Linked DNA regions of Sus scrofa: region 1 is linked to region 2. The links are chromatin contacts, called in public HiChIP or PLAC-seq maps. All regions are on one chromosome and are shown on one strand. Each heading gives the region's core, a stretch centred on a gene start, on an enhancer-like site or on the middle of the called end of the contact. The rest is flanking DNA. Distances are from core to core; before and after follow the strand shown. Region 1 holds the start of CCDC62 (coiled-coil domain-containing protein 62). Region 2 holds the start of PITPNM2 (membrane-associated phosphatidylinositol transfer protein 2).

What was found. HiChIP or PLAC-seq counts read pairs in DNA pulled down with a chosen protein or histone mark.
Region 1: a contact with region 2 is called in an H3K27ac HiChIP or PLAC-seq map of skeletal muscle, with 2.7 times the contacts expected there. The contact joins the promoter of CCDC62 here to the promoter of PITPNM2 in region 2. A contact is called at or near these places in 1 of 47 Hi-C or Micro-C datasets (embryonic fibroblasts) and 1 of 2 datasets of contacts at active chromatin or transcription factors (skeletal muscle).

The regions. Positions count from the first base shown.
Region 1 is chr14:30,065,023-30,068,025 of Sscrofa11.1, reverse strand. It overlaps CCDC62 (coiled-coil domain-containing protein 62), which reads left to right and starts at 1,388. Exons shown (of 13, transcript XM_021074080.1): 1 at 1,388-1,968; 2 at 2,456-2,610.
Region 2 is chr14:29,728,312-29,731,418 of Sscrofa11.1, reverse strand. It overlaps PITPNM2 (membrane-associated phosphatidylinositol transfer protein 2), which reads right to left and starts at 1,319. Exons shown (of 27, transcript XM_005670599.3): 1 at 1,259-1,319.

The DNA of each region.
Region 1 (3,003 bases), core at 139-2,638, 340 kb before region 2:
AGGCTAGGGGTTGAATCGGAGTTGCAGCTGCCAGTCTACGCCATAGCCACAGCAACACAGGATCTGAGCTGCATCTGGGACGTACACCACAGCTCACAACAATGCCAGATCCTTAACGCACTAAGCAGGGCCAGGGACTGAACCTGCATCCTCATGGATATTAGTTGGTTTCATTATTGCTGAGCCACGACAGGAACTCAGAGCATTTGCTTTCTCGATTAAGTTCGAAGGCACTGTCTTGTCCATTCTCAACATGACCTTGTCCTAAGGATGCAAGTGTCATCCAAATCAGTAAAGCTTCACAGTAAGAAATTCAAATTTTATTTTTTCATTTTCGGATCGTCTTTTATAAACAAAAGGGCGTGTCTTGCTAATTTACAGTCAACCAGAAAGTAAAGGTGAAATACTATTAAGACTGTGTTTGGTGATCTGTCTTGACAGGAATGCCATCTTACAAGTTAAGCAGCAGTGGGTGGACAATCAGAGGTTAAATATAAGCTTTTTTCATTTTTCGGCTGTGCTCTCTGGCATGCGGTGGTTCCCAGGCTGGGATCTAACCCTCACCACCAGGGAACTCCAATTTTTTTTTTTTGTGTGTGTGTGTGTCTTTTTGTCTTTTTGCTATTTCTTGGGCCACTCCTGAGGCAAATGGAGGGTCCCAGGCGAGGGGTTGAATTGGAGCTGTAGCCGCTGGCCTAAGCCAGAGCCACAGCAACGTAGGATCTGAGCCATGTCTGCAACCTATACTACAGCTCATGACAATGCTGGATCCTTAATCCACTGAGTGAGGTCAGGGATCGAACCCACAACTTCATGGTTCCTAGTCGGATTCGTTAACCACTGAGCCACGACAGGAACTCCTGTTTTTGGGGTTTTTTAGGGCCGCTGCTCCTGGGGCATATGGAGGTTCCCACACTAGGGGTCAAATCAGAGCTGTAGCTGCTGGCCTACACCACAGCTCATGGCAACACTGGATCCTTAACCCATTGAGCAAGGCCAGGGATTGAAGCTGCGTCCTTATGGGTGCTAGTCAGATTCATTTCTGCAGAGCCACAGTGGAAACGCCTCCAATTATTTTTGTATAGTTCAATTCCTATTATAACATGAAGAATAAAATGTAGAAGAAAGGGTGAAAAAAGCTTAGTATCAGAGTTCTCCTCTGGCGCAGTGCGTTAAGGATCGTTGTCACTGTGCCAGCTTGGGTCGCTGCTGCAGCACAGGTTCAACCCCTGGTCCAGAACTTCCACATCCCTCACGCAGGGCCAAGAAGAAAAAAAAAGCTTAGTTTCAACCCAGAACAGTAAATGTTGTCACAACAAAGTGTCAAGTTTCTCATTGCAATTCAAGAGCTATATCAAGAGTCCAAAAAAATTGTTTTCTTTTTTCACCTGATTCTTAGCTTAGGCCTGTCTGCTAGGATGGTCAGCAGCTGACTATGAACTGCCAGGGCTGGCTTCTGCCTCCAGTCTCTTTGTTGCCTGAATGCCAGGGGTACACAGCAGCTAACGACCGTGTTCACAGTTTGGCAGGAGATCATGGAGCAGAAACAGCCATTCGTTGCTTTATCATTCCCTGGGTGATGGTTCTTTGCAGGCGGTGGGTAATGGCTTTTACATCGTCAGATATGCCTTTCAAGAGCCCCCAGGTCCGGATTTGGAAGAACAAAATGCCCGGGTAGGAGCTGGCTTCCCGCGGGATCGCGCAACCGGCCACCGGGTGTCGCGAGAACCGGGGCGGCCCCTCAGCGACCCTATAGGCCGGGAGGCCGGGCACGCTCCGCGGGGCTGGCGGTTTAGGCGGGCTTGCTTGGGCCAGCGAGGGCGCGGGGCTCCAGCGCTCGGGGCTGGCCCCCGCCGCTCCGGGCAGGCGCGCCTATGGCGTTTCTAAGGTGACGCTGCGCACACTGACTCTCCGGGGGCGGAGGAAACACCTATGAACCCTTCGGCCTCCTTCCTGGCCGGGCGCCAGGTGAGCGGCCGCCGCTTGGCGCCTCCCTCCCGCCGCGGGCGGACTCGCCGTTTCCGCCGGCGGGTCGGTGGGAAGCGGAGGGCAGATCTCGGGGACAACGTGTGTCTGGGCCGAACGTGGCTGGTTTTTCGGGAACCGTTTCTGCTTAAAACAATACTCGGGATGTAGAGGGAAGAGGGAGCGTCACATCCGTTTCCTTTAATAAAATCTTGTTTTTCAGCCCAGGCGCAAAGTCGAGTGGCGAGCATTAGGTGCTGCTCACTTTTTAAGGGTAACAGTGGGCATTTGTAGATCTGCCTTTATATACGCCTTCTCGCTTCCTGTCCTTAACGTTGCTTAACAGCAGCCTGCTAGTGGAGCGGCACTCTTATAATCCATTTTACTAAAAAGTCTTGAAAATAAACTTGTCTGACATTTGCATTTACCGGTATTGGTTGAGTTGAACGGGATGTGTACACTTGGCCTGTTGCTTGTGTTGCTCGACTAGAATACGTGCTCCTTGCCGGTGAGCTCAGTGCTGTATCCCCAAAATGGCGCTAAATGTTGAAGGAATGAATAAGTGAGTGAATGACTTACCAAAGACTGGAATTCAAGTTTGTGGACTTGGAATCCCTTGACTCCAAATTCCATTTTCTCTGTTTAGTAAGTAACTGAAATTCACTCGTCATTTTTATTTATTTGCAATTCTTTATTTTTCCAGAAAGCAGTAGTGATGTACATGGGCTCCTGGTGAACTTTAAATTACTGTTTGTAAGGTAGATTTTTTTATTTTTTTGGTCTTTTTGCCTTTTTCTAGGGCCGCTCCAGCGGCATATGGAGGTTCCCAGGCTAGGGGTCTAATCAGAGTTGTAGCCTCCGGCCTAGGCCACAGCCACAGCAACGTGGGATCCGAGCTGGGATCCGAGCCGCGGCCTGCGACCTACACCACAACTCACGGCAACACCAGATCCTTAACCCGCTGAACAAGGCCAGGATTCGAACTTGCAACCTCATGGTTCCTAGTCGGATTCGTTAACCACTGAGCTATGACGGGAA
Region 2 (3,107 bases), core at 70-2,569:
CCAGGAGCTCACAATCCAGCGGGACAGATAAGCCAGGCACAAAAGTAACTAAAATAAGGCAGGAGGTGATAAGAGTCACACAAGAGACACAGATAAGGTGCAGTGGGAGTTCAGAGCAGAGATGAGTCACACTGGGGGCTTGGCCGTGGGGGAGATTCAGGTGAAGGGGAGCATTTACTACATTCCCCTCAGAAAGGAGGTGAGGGGGTGTCTAGCCTCTCAGCCCCAGTGGCTCCCAGGTGGGGGCTGCTTGAGAGCCAGCAGCAGACTAAGAAAGATGCTCCAAAGGAGGTCCTCTCTGAAGAATCCGGCTTCTGGAGAGGAGAAGGGGGGCCCTGAGACCCCAGTCCATATTTCAGAAGTTGGGAGAGGAGTGTAGGATGAGGAATCAGGAATGTACGCAGAGGCAGCAAATGCGTTGAAAAGGGACAGAGCTAGAAGATTTGCCTTGAAATGACATTTGCCTAGCAAACACACTCTATTTACTTAGAACTTCCATCTGAGGTTTCCCGGGGGAGTGAGTGCACATTATGGGGGAGGGGAGCTCTAGGGTCTCCTCCCCAAGTCACCCATCAGCCCTGCCCCTGAAAAGAAAGGATGGGGTGGAGGGAGTAAGGAGGAAGCTGGCTGCCCTAAAACAGAGCTGGCACCTCAGGTTACAACAGGAAAGGGAGACTCACAGGATGGAGATAGGCCAGATTTTCTTCCAGCGAGGGGGACAGCGGCAGCACTTCTTCTAAGTCCTGGCCCCTTCTCTGAGGGCCACAGCCCATGCTCCGGCCCCGGACACCCACCTGGCTGGAGGGCTGTCTGGCCGGAGGCGGGAAGCCCAGAAGGCTGGACAGAGGGCTTCGGCCACCACTTCCTCTCAGAGCGCGGGCCGGCCCGGGCAGGCCCAGCACCACACACACACACACCTGCCCCTTGACCGCCGTGACACTTGGCACTGGGGGAGGGGAGTCCTCCGCGCCCCGGCCGGAACCGACAGAAATTCGGTATTAGCGCTAGGGCCCCGAATCCGGAGAGCCAGCGCCTCCCCCGGGGGCCGGGCTGGGGGCGATTTCCTGGGTCCGGGGTCCCCGCGCGCCACACCCTCCTCCCCGCGCGGGGCGGCCGGGGCCGGGTCTCCCGCTTTTCCCTCCCACCCGGCAGGCTGCCGGCGTGCCTGCTCCGCGCCCCCACATCCCCGGGGTTCGCCGGGGGCCTGGGGAGGGGGGCCGGCCGCTCCGCCTTCCGGCCCGGCCGCCGCCACACTCACCCGCTCCGCGCGGCGCGGCTCCGTCCTCTTCGGCCGCGCTGGGCCGCCGCCGCCTCACGCCGCTGGGGAGGCGCCGGCCCCGCGGCCCCGGCCCGGCCGGCTGCGCCCTGCCGCTCCGCGCGCCGCCGCCGCCAGCTGGCCCCAGGCGAGCGGCCGGGCCCCCGCGGGCATGCTCCCCGGCCGTCGGCGGGCGGGAGGCGAGCGGGCGCACGTGCCGGCCGCCACGGGTGTCAGCGCTCGGTGCGCGGGCCGTGGGCGAGGGGGAGGCGGCGGCGGCCGGCGGGGCGCGGGGCCAGGCGCGCCCGCGGACCGGCCTGACAGCTCTACGCCGCGGCGCCGCCGTGCCCCGCGCGCCCCAGCGGCCGCTGCTGCCCGTGCGCGCCGGGCCCGCCTTGCATTCCCTCACTCGGCAGCGGGCCTGCGCCTCCGTCAGGCCACGCGGGGAGCCGCCCGCCCGTCCCGAGGGCCGGCCTCCGCCAGGAGCCACCCGGCAAACTTGGCGACCTCTGCCCCGGCCACCCCCGAAGGCCCGGGGCTCGCTTCCACGCAGGGAGACCCCGGGAGCGGGACCCAGCCCACGACCTCTAGGCCCTCTTAATGCCGTCAGCCTCGCCTGATTTGCTAACACTCAGGAGTCGACAGGGGAAGGGAAGGGGCAATCTGCAGGAATTGGGGGGTCCGGGGGGGAAATCAAGTCCTTTGGTAGTAAAATGACAAATTAAGGGGAACGAATGCTGGAAACCTTCGGAAGGCATTTGGAATGTGTGGACAAACAAGTCAATCGAAGTCCAAACCTTGATGCCTGGTACTTATATTCATTACCGACCAGATTTGCAGAAACAGTTCTCTCTTCAAGACACCAAATATGGTCTGGGCCAAAAACTGAAAAGCTCTTTGGTCATCGAAAGTAGTGGGAAACAGTGGGAGTAATAGTAGCCAGAGGGTAAGTTCTAGTTCTCGACCTCAAGAAGGAACTGGCAGAGGATCAGAAAATGCTTCATGTTGATGTTCCCTCCCGATTGGACTCTCCAGTTGGAAAATAAAAAGACCAGGAGGGTACTGAGTGAAATTTAAAAGAGAGCATAGAGTGTCTGTTTAGAGTGAGCAAGGATGGCTTTGTCTGCCAAGATCTGAAGTAATGGAATTAACCAGGGCACACCTAAAACCTAGTGGTAGTTTACCTATTGCCAAGTATCACCTTACAAGGTTGAGGAGCCAGGAGTGCTTTTCCCTGGAAGGGTAAGTGCAAGCTAAAGTTAAAGCAATCCAAGACAGTTCAGATACTGGGAGAGAGAACAACTGACCAAAGGTTGTCCCATCTCCTTGGAGACTGAATGGGCCAAGAAAGCCATCATAACACAGCTCACCTCAAAACACGGTCTTGTGATGTTCATACCGAGACAAAGGGTTCCCACAAATACGAAACCGTCAACTCCTTCCCTCCACTAAGAGGTTCCCAAAGACCCATTAAAGGTATTCTGAGTACACAGATCTCCAGAGTGAGACTCTACCTATAAGGCCAGTCAGAACCAAGCACCTGGATGACTGCCACTGTAACCCTGCAATGATCATACCCGACCAGTTACTTAAGTACTTTAAGGACTTAACACCATTAAAAACCAGATCTCGGGAGTTCCCGTTGTCGCTCAGTGGTTAACGAATCCAACTAGGAACCATGGGGTTGCGGGTTCGATCCCCAGCCTCCCTCAGTGGGTTGAGGATCCAGCGTTGCCTTGAGCTGTGGTGTAGGTCGCAGACACAGCTCGGATCCCTCGTTGTGGCTCCGCGTAGGCTGGTTGGTGCCTACAGCTCCGATTAGACCCCTAGCCTGGGAATCTCCATATGCTGT